Regions from separate parts of the Pan troglodytes genome. Here region 2 is linked to region 1. Evidence: chromatin contacts called from public Hi-C data. All regions are on one chromosome and are shown on one strand. Each heading gives the region's core, a stretch centred on a gene start, on an enhancer-like site or on the middle of the called end of the contact. The rest is flanking DNA. Distances are from core to core; before and after follow the strand shown.

The links. Hi-C and Micro-C count contacts between places; a contact is called where the count stands out from the background.
Region 2: a contact with region 1 is called in a Hi-C map of induced pluripotent stem cells, with 7 times the contacts expected there. The contact joins the promoter of WT1 here to the promoter of PAX6 in region 1. A contact is called at or near these places in 2 of 7 Hi-C or Micro-C datasets (both in induced pluripotent stem cells).

The regions. Positions count from the first base shown.
Region 1 is chr9:35,815,719-35,820,618 of NHGRI_mPanTro3-v2.0_pri, reverse strand. It overlaps PAX6 (paired box 6), which reads left to right and starts at 3,065. Exons shown (of 14, transcript XM_054662190.2): 1 at 3,065-3,327.
Region 2 is chr9:36,432,299-36,437,201 of NHGRI_mPanTro3-v2.0_pri, reverse strand. It overlaps WT1 (WT1 transcription factor), which reads left to right and starts at 3,080. Exons shown (of 9, transcript XM_016920637.4): 1 at 3,080-4,026. The coding sequence starts at 3,585.

The sequences.
Region 1 (4,900 bases), core at 1,816-4,315:
TAATTTGTATATGGAAAAGCTTTATTAAACCATTTTATAAGTTAGCGCTCACCCTGGAATCCTTTTTAAAAAATATTGTAGAAGTTAACAGGATGCATTATCTTCCAGATTGAGTAAAATTAAATTTTAAGAGGAAAATCCATTTTTATTTTATAATTGCTGGGAGACTCAGTGCCTATTCTCAATAAAAAGGCAAATACTAAATCAATTCCCACCCACCTGGTAGCACAGATCCAGCGGTAGGGGCTCCTCCAGTCTGGAAGCGGCTTTATTTGCATAAAGTAGTTAAGGGGAGAGAGGAAAAGCGACAGAGGCCGGGAGGGGAAAACATACCTTCGACAAGAACAACAGTTCAACCCAAGAGCCGATTTCTCTATCTTCCTCTCTCTCCACTACTTCCCCTACTTCAAGGCCTCTCACGCCCATCCAGGCTCTCCACCCAGCCTCTGCTGGCTGATGGGGAAGCTCTGGGGCCGGGGCTGGCCTGGGAGCCTAGGCAGACTGGGCGGCTGCCGAGCTCGCTCACTGTGCGGTGGAGAATCAGAGCCTGCAGCTGCCCTAGGTGTCGGAAATTTGCAGTCTGTGCTACCCCGGGCTGAAGGGAGGCCTGAAAGAAAAGAGGTTTCTTTCCCGCTTCCGGTCCTTTGCACCCCAGCTACAGCCTGCCTCAGGTAGCACTCGGCATTTGGGGCTCTAGGAGTCGTCGATGATGCCCCCGGGCCGCCCGCCGTACCCTTCTTCCCGCAATGCGAGCCAATGTGGCCTAGAGAGGATGCCTCTGCCCGGGCGAGGCGAGGTGGGACCTCGTAGGCTGGGCACCACGCGGGGCCCTGCCCAGCTTCCTCTAAGGCTGGTGGCAGGCGCGGAGAGGAGCCCCCAGCACTAGATTTCTGGTAGGGTCTCCAGAGTGCTCCGAGGTCGAGCGCTTCTCCGAGAATCCAGCTGAGGCAGCGGCTAAACCTGCACCTTCTCCCTCGGCGACCCCAGCGCCGTCTCCCTCCCTCCCAGCCTCCTTGCCCGGGGCAAATGGAGAGCGGCTCGTGCGTTGGCCCGGAGCTCGGAAGGGCCTAGTTCGGGCCTCGCCAGCACCACCGGCGCTCCCGCGCAGCCCGAACGCGCCCTTTATTGACAGGCAGATAAGCAGGCGGGGGCCGTGGCGTTTCCAGAGTCGCTCTCGAGCACCCTGCTGGGTTGCAGGGATCTGCGCACACTTAATGGCCTGGACTCCAAACAAGCCCAGAACAGCCCTCTCGGCGGCCTAGGGTTGGTACAGTGTGGGGAACGAGACCCGGACACAAACTGGCCAGCTAGGAAGGCCTACACAGGTCCGAGGCCTATCCGCAGCCCACACACCAAGGCGGACGGCGGAGTCTGGGAGACCTCAGGACATCTGAGGCTGGAGGCTGGGCCAGGTCCTGGAGGGGAGCTAGGGGCTTACCAAGAAACTAGGTCACTGGAGATGGCCGACGGCGACAGGGAAACCAGAACAAATGCCTCTCTTAGCATCCCTTCCCAGCCGAGCAGGGCGACAGGACCATGGTAAGGTCTAGGCCCAGACTAGAGTGGCCAGTGGGAGGTGGGCGCTCCTAGGCCTTAACACAGGATGCCCAGGGCGTTAGGACGAAGAAAGAAAGTTTGGAGAATGTTTGTAAATAAGTAAGAACATCCTGCGGAAACTTCTCAGCCAAAGCTCCCATTCTCCTCCCCACCTTCACCGCCACCCCCACCTCTACCCCTACCCCCACTCCCACCCCTACTCTGCCCTCCAGTCCTCGACGGGCTGAGCAAGACAAAAAATCAAGTCCAGCTAGGAGCTGTCCGGGCTAAGAGGAGTGGGCAGACGGGCTGCCTGGAGCTGCCTCCTGGCCGGTTGCGAGGCCCGGCACCTGTCCAGGTGTGCCAGGGGCGGGAGCGGGAATCACTAGACCTCCGCCTCGGCGCCATCTGTGCTCGGCTCTCCCTTAGCCGCCGCCCGGATCAAGGCGCGCAGGGACTGGCCCTAGGACCCTCCTCCGGCCCAGGCGTCCCCCTCCCTGCTTCTACACACACACTCCCGGGTCCACCCAGGCTGGGTCTCCACGAGCTGCCTAAAGGAAATTCCACGCCCCGCCCCTTCCTCTCCCGCAAACTCCTCAAGCGACCCCTGCCCCTCCGGGCCCGACCTCTGTCACTTTCAAATTGGAGACCCAGATGGAAGCACAGGGGAAGGAGTTGAGAAGCCTCCTGTTTTGAGGGATGGGGGACGGGAATGACAACGAGGGTCTAAATCTCCATTCCAAGATAGCCAGGCCTAGCTCCGCTAAGCCATCTCGCAGTCCACAGAAGGTGTGAGGGAAAAACAGGCACAGACCAGCAAGTCAGTGTCCTGCAGACCCCGCCCCAATTTCTATGAGTACTGACTTCAGAATCTGGGATTTTCCTGTTTTCCTCCTCTAAGTCACAAAGTCAACAGTTAATTCAAAGTCAAAGATAAATACAATCACCTACATTTTCTAATGTGGTTGAAGCCTTTCAGCCAGAGGGCGAGGGAAGCCCGGGTAGGCCCCCTTTAGGGCTTCCCTCTTGAGAACCCAGCAGGCCTGGAGAGATCTTTGGCCTAGGCCCTGAAAAAGGGGTCGCTTGTCCTCTTCCCGGAGCCCCCGTCTGTGCCCAGCTAGTGACTTGCGGGCTCGAGGGCCACGTTGAGGGTACTCATCGAGCCTCGAACTCCTCCTAAAAATGATTCCTGCCAAAAGCGCCTCTCAATTCCGGCGCGGCCTTCGGGTCTCTCCGATGAAGTGACTCCCTTGGGGATCGGAGGAGGGGACAGGGTGATTACCCAGAGAGGTAGCTGGCCAGCCTAAGGGCAGAGATCTTGGGGCCCTAGTGCCCGAAGGTGCGGAGGAGCGCACTCGGCAAGACTAGTTTCCTGAGGATCGACTCTACGCCATACAGGAGGGCGGGCCAGGCCGGACCGGGCCGGGCTAGGGCGGTCACAGGCCGGGCCAAGGAAGGCCAGAGCAGGGGTTGGAGCCGGCCGGACCCTGGGTGGGGAGAAGCAGGCTCCCGCCCGGCCGGAAAACTAGTCGGCGCAGAGCTGTGCCCAACTCTAGCCGCCATGACGTCACGCGGGCCGGGCAGCCAATGAGGACGGCGCTGGCGTGGATATTAAGGAAAGTTAGCGCCTGCCTGAGCACCCTCTTTTCTTATCATTGACATTTAAACTCTGGGGCAGGTCCTCGCGTAGAACGCGGCTGTCAGATCTGCCACTTCCCCTGCCGAGCGGCGGTGAGAAGTGTGGGAACCGGCGCTGCCAGGCTCACCTGCCTCCCCGCCCTCCGCTCCCAGGTAACCGCCCGGGCTCCGGCCCCGGCCCGGCTCGGGGCCCGCGGGGCCTCTCCGCTGCCCGCGACTGCTGTCCCCAAATCAAAGCCCGCCCCAAGTGGCCCCGGGGCTTGATTTTTGCTTTTAAAAGGAGGCATACAAAGATGGAAGCGAGTTACTGAGGGAGGGATAGGAAGGGGGGTGGAGGAGGGACTTGTCTTTGCCGAGTGTGCTCTTCTGCAAAAGTAGCAAAATGTTCCACTCCTAAGAGTGGACTTCCAGTCCGGCCCTGAGCTGGGAGTAGGGGGCGGGAGTCTGCTGCTGCTGTCTGCTAAAGCCACTCGCGACCGCGAAAAATGCAGGAGGTGGGGACGCAGTTTGCATCCAGACCTCCTCTGCGTCGCAGTTCACGACATCCACGCTTGGGAAAGTCCGTACCCGCGCCTGGAGTGCTTAAAGACACCCTGCCGCGGGTCGGGCGAGGTGCAGCAGAAGTTTCCCGCGGTTGCAAAGTGCAGATGGCTGGACCGCAGCAAAGTCTAGAGATGGGGTTCGTTTCTCAGAAAGACGCGGAGTACGAAAGAATGCGGCCCACAGAGCTGGGCAGCGCGTAAAGCCCCCAGCGTGTGATTTGAGCTTCACTTCGGAAGACCTAATAATTAGCGATTCTCACTGAGCTAGAACGCGGGCTCCGGTTACTGCGGGCGCTGCGCTGGCTGCCTCGGCGGGAAGCGCGCGGGCGCCATGGGAGCCGGGCCGCCAAGCCCGGGAAAGAGCAGCGCCCACCACCCTGCGGCCCCTGGAGGGCGGGAGCCGGGGCCCGGAAGTGTCCCCTTAGTGAGTCAGGGAAGGGACGACCCAAACTTAGACTAACTTGTGGTTCAGCCGGGCGAAAGTCCTGGGAGCCCGGCCCTAAAAGCAGCTGGAGACGCCCAGGCCGGCTTAGGCGGGGCACCCAAGAACCCCGCCCGGGAGTTTGGGGCGGCCTCTGGGCCAGGCCCCGGCTAGCCCCCAACCCCCACTCCCACTCGCGCTCCTGCGCCCCCTTTCTAGGTCTTCTGGGAGCACCATCGGAGCTCAGTCACCTGTGACAGGTGTTGGGACCTCCGCCCGACTCCGAGCGGTGGCCGCCCCCTGCTCACCTCACCTGGAAACGGGGGACGAGCGCAGTGGCAGTCCGGCCGCACGCCTTACCTGGGCCGGGATCCTCTCCTCCGCGGGTTCCTCTCCCTGGAGCTGGGCGGCGAGCAGGTTGCCTGCTTCGCAGTGGGAAGTGGACCTTCTCCTCCAGTCATAAATCAAACCCAGCCATCCTCGGGCCTCCTCCCTCATTAGAGATGTTTATTGGAGATCGTGTTTATTCGGCTGTCACGGCGAGAAAACGCGGTGACATAATTACCTCTGACCAGAGTCCTCGCTCCGCGCCCAGGGCGAGCCGAGGACCTCCTCTGTCGCCTTCTCATGCCCGTGCCCTTCGTGATCGGAGGGCGCCCGTGATAGGCTTGTCTTTTTTTCCTCAGACCCTCTCATAGAATTTGGATGACTGGAATTACTATTCAGATTTCCCCAGGGCCCGGAGTTTATTTATTTATTTTAG
Region 2 (4,903 bases), core at 1,831-4,330, 620 kb before region 1:
GCTCTCCTATCTAATCCTCAGAACAACTCTATGAGATGGGCGCTAGTATCCCATTATCCCGTTTGACCAGTAAGGAAACTGAGGCTCAGAGAGACTGCGGAACTCGTCTAGGGTCACACAGCTGTTGGTTACCTGGCAGAGCTGAGGTTCCATTCTGGGGCCACCAACCCCTTGCTCTTTACCGCTGCGCTCCATAGACTGCCTCTCCTTCGGCTGTCTGGGCCTCAGTTTCCTTCCCTGTAAAACGAGAAGTTTAATCTGCAGCTTTCTTTGCCAATCGGTGGTTCAGACCAGTAACCTCTGCTACAGACCTCGGCGCTGACAGGGGTAAGAAGGTGGGTGAAAGAAGGGGGCGCCCAGTTTTCCACAGCCTGCTTTTCTCTGGGACCTCGCGAAGGGCGGGCCTCGCGAGCTAAAGGAGGTACAGGAGAGCGCCTATCGTCCGCGGCGGGTGAAGGTGCTACCTGCCTTCGTGCTAGGCTGTGAGTCCTGGTGCTTAGCTCAGGGCGCCAAGGCCAGTGTAGCTGGCATGTCCCCCTTGGAAAACCTCAGGTCTCCCGCAGAGAACGTTACCCACAACAAAGAAGAGGACAGAGAGGCATGGAGCGCCCTGCGACTGCAGGAGTACGTCAGTTCCCCAGCGCTGGCTTAGTGTCGCCTGGGCTTCCGGGCATGTGGATCCGTTGGGGTCGTACGGAGACTTCCTGTCGGGTCCCTGGGGTCCTCCGACTGCGGCTCCTCAGCTTAGCACTTTCTTCTTGGCCCCGCAGGCTGCAGGGAACTCCTCCCACCTCTTTAGTCGGAGAAGTCCAAGTCGGGCGAGGGGGCACCCCGGGGTTCGCACCGGTGCTCTTCCCCTCCCCGCCCCCACAAGGATTCAGAGAAAATAAATGGCAGAGGAGAGAGGAGTTCTACATTTGCTTGGCTCTCCTTTCCTCCTATCCACCCCTACATCCCTCACCCCGGGGCAAAAACTTATTTTTAAAAAATGTTGGCAGAGATTTACGTGTCTTTGCCTTACCTGGGTTTCACAAACACAAAGACTCACATTCAAGCCAGCCTCCCTTCAGATAACCTCCTCTCCCCCCGCTAAAAGTGCCAAGGATGGTAAAAGAAGAAACAATCTCAATCTTTTCGTTTGGAAATAAAAGTCCCCGGCTTTTCATAAAGGGCTCCTCGCCCCTCATAGTTGAGTCCTAGTTAAGAAAAACGACTTCCAAGTAGAAATAATAGGCGGGGAGAAGGAAGGGAGATACAGGGATCTGGGGGGTTCTTAGGGCAACTGGCAGTGAATTTTGTCTCGAGAGTCCTTTCTCCACTCAAAAAACCAAACGCGCGAGCCCCGCGAAAGGTTTAGGGATAGATCGTGTGGGAGAGGACTGAGCAGAGAGCGTGGGGGCAGTGTCTTGTAGAATCTTTCTTTACTTAATAATAATTTTAAAAGCTTCTGAGTGGAGACGAAGCAAAGTCAAGCAGCAAAGGTGGCCTGGGAGGCAAGCGGAGGGCTCAAGTGCCGCATCTTTACCCTCAGGGTCTCCTGCGCCTACGGGATGAGCATTCCCAAGAAGTGCGCCCTTCGAGTAAGTCCTGGGCCCGCACACACTTCGGGTCCGCAGCCAGAATTTAATGGCGACAACGTTTATGCAATGCAAGCTAAAAACCAAAGCGTAAAAAATTACTATGTCATTTATTGAAACGCCATCCTTTGTCAAACTGCAACTACTTTGCTTCACATAAGTTTGGCTGGAAAGCTTGCAGCCCCAGCCCGGGCCAGCCAGGTACAGGAGGCCGGACTGCAACCGGTTGCTTCCCTCCCGTCGCGCCTGGCCGTCCCACGCTGCGCCGTCGCTGCTGCCTCCTGGCGCCCCTGGGATTTTATACGCACCTCTGAAACACGCTCCGCTCCGGCCCCCGGTTCTTCTCCTTGCCTAGGGGTTGTTTCCCAATAGATACTGACTCCTTTAGAAGATCCAAAAACCAAACCAAAACAACACCCCCTAGCCGCCCCAAACACCTGCTCTGGGGCGCGGGGGCTGCCAAACAGAGACTAGATGAAGGGAGTCAGATTTAGCGAAGCTCTTCGAGCTCCCAAAGATTCGAACACTAACTCGCGCCCGTGGGCCGATGGAGGTTCTCCCTACTCCACTCCTTGGTCCCCTTAACTGGCTTCCGCCTCCTGGTCAATCACTGAGCAACCAGAATGGTATCCTCGACCAGGGCCACAGGCAGTGCTCGGCGGAGTGGCTCCAGGAGTTACCCGCTCCCTGCCGGGCTTCGTATCCAAACCCTCCCCTTCACCCCTCCTCCCCAAACTGGGCGCCAGGATGCTCCGGCCGGAATATACGCAGGCTTTGGGCGTTTGCCCAAGGGTTTTCTTCCCTCCTAAACTAGCCGCTGTTTTCCCGGCTTAACCGTAGAAGAATTAGATATTCCTCACTGGAAAGGGAAACTAAGTGCTGCTGACTCCAATTTTAGGTAGGCGGCAACCGCCTTCCGCCTGGCTCAAACCTCACCAAGTAAACAACTACTAGCCGATCGAAATACGCCCGGCTTATAACTGGTGCAACTCCCGGCCACCCAACTGAGGGACGTTCGCCTTCAGTCCCGACCTCTGGAACCCACAAAGGGCCACCTCTTTCCCCAGTGACCCCAAGATCATGGCCACTCCCCTACCCGACAGTTCTAGAAGCAAGAGCGAGACTCAAGGGTGCAAAGCAAGGGTATACGCTTCTTTGAAGCTTGACTGAGTTCTTTCTGCGCTTTCCTGAAGTTCCCGCCCTCTTGGAGCCTACCTGCCCCTCCCTCCAAACCACTCTTTTAGATTAACAACCCCATCTCTACTCCCACCGCATTCGACCCTGCCCGGACTCACTGCTTACCTGAACGGACTCTCCAGTGAGACGAGGCTCCCACACTGGCGAAGGCCAAGAAGGGGAGGTGGGGGGAGGGTTGTGCCACACCGGCCAGCTGAGAGCGCGTGTTGGGTTGAAGAGGAGGGTGTCTCCGAGAGGGACGCTCCCTCGGACCCGCCCCCACCCCAGCTGCGAGGGCGCCCCCAAGGAGCAGCGCGCGCTGCCTGGCCGGGCATGGGCTGCTGAGTGAATGGAGCGGCCGAGCCTCCTGGCTCCTCCTCCTCCCCGCGCCGCCGGCCCCTCTTATTTGAGCTTTGGGAAGCTGAGGGCAGCCAGGCAGCTGGGGTAAGGAGTTCAAGGCAGCGCCCACACCCGGGGGCTCTCCGCAACCCGACCGCCTGTCCGCTCCCCCACTTCCCGCCCTCCCTCCCACCTACTCATTCACCCACCCACCCACCCAGAGCCGGGACGGCAGCCCAGGCGCCCGGGCCCCGCCGTCTCCTCGCCGCGATCCTGGACTTCCTCTTGCTGCAGGACCCGGCTTCCACGTGTGTCCCGGAGCCGGCGTCTCAGCACACGCTCCGCTCCGGGCCTGGGTGCCTACAGCAGCCAGAGCAGCAGGGAGTCCGGGACCCGGGCGGCATCTGGGCCAAGTTAGGCGCCGCCGACGCCAGCGCTGAACGTCTCCAGGGCCGGAGAAGCCGCGGGGCGTCCGGGTCTGAGCCGCAGCAAATGGGCTCCGACGTGCGGGACCTGAACGCGCTGCTGCCCGCCGTCCCCTCCCTGGGTGGCGGCGGCGGCTGTGCCCTGCCTGTGAGCGGCGCGGCGCAGTGGGCGCCGGTGCTGGACTTTGCGCCCCCGGGCGCTTCGGCTTACGGGTCGTTGGGCGGCCCCGCGCCGCCACCGGCTCCGCCGCCACCCCCGCCGCCGCCGCCTCACTCCTTCATCAAACAGGAGCCGAGCTGGGGCGGCGCGGAGCCGCACGAGGAGCAGTGCCTGAGCGCCTTCACCGTCCACTTTTCCGGCCAGTTCACTGGCACAGCCGGAGCCTGTCGCTACGGGCCCTTCGGTCCTCCTCCGCCCAGCCAGGCGTCATCCGGCCAGGCCAGGATGTTTCCTAACGCACCCTACCTGCCCAGCTGCCTCGAGAGCCAGCCCGCTATTCGCAATCAGGGTAAGTAGGCCGGGGAGCGCCCCCTACGCGCGGGGCAGTGGCGCCAGGGGCTCTCCGCTCTAGGACACCCCCCTCTCCTACCCCTTTTGACCGCAGCTCTTACCCAGCTGCTTCCCAAGGGCCGTGAGGATAGCGGAAGCGGCGGCTGGGGAGGAGGCCGGAGAGTGGGAGTGCACGCAGGCACTGGCCCCCGACATCCTCCAAAGCCAGGCAGAGCTAGGAGCCTGACTGTTCGCAAGAGCCGGGAGGGCGTCTGGGGCCCCTTAGAGTCCGAGAGATTCCGGGACTGCTAGTCCCCACGGGAGTGGAACCAGGAGACCGGCGCAGTGTCTGGCTCTGCCTTGGGGAGAGTTTTGTTAATTAAGGAAACGCCAAATTGTCACCAAGCGTAGCGCTTTTCAGACGTCTGGACTCTGGATTCGGAGTGGGACCAGCGCGGGGGTGAGCGCCTGTGCTGTGCTGCCTCCGCCGCGCTAAAATGTCCAGGAGCACCTCCAGCCCTTATAATACGGTGTTGGCACACACTTAGGTGCACATTAAGTATCGTAGAGAACTAGAATGAGCACATGCACCTCCAGTAACTAAATGGCTTTCTGGAACAGCGTCGTGTCCGTGGATAGCTCCCGCGTATGGTAATACAGAAGTGGATCTTCACTGGGCTTCGCTCAGGCGGCGGCCACGCAGGTTCTGGGGATGGAAGAGAACTTGACTTATCCGATTCCAAGCTATGCGGGACCAGGTTCTACCGCAGGCAGTGGAAGGAGGCACGAGCTTTGGCCTTTCTTTCAGCGCATCTGGGGCGCCTCTTCATCTTGTAAACGCGGGGCTCAGCTGGGACAGTATTTCTTCAAGACCTGGGGTTAGAACAAGGACAGGG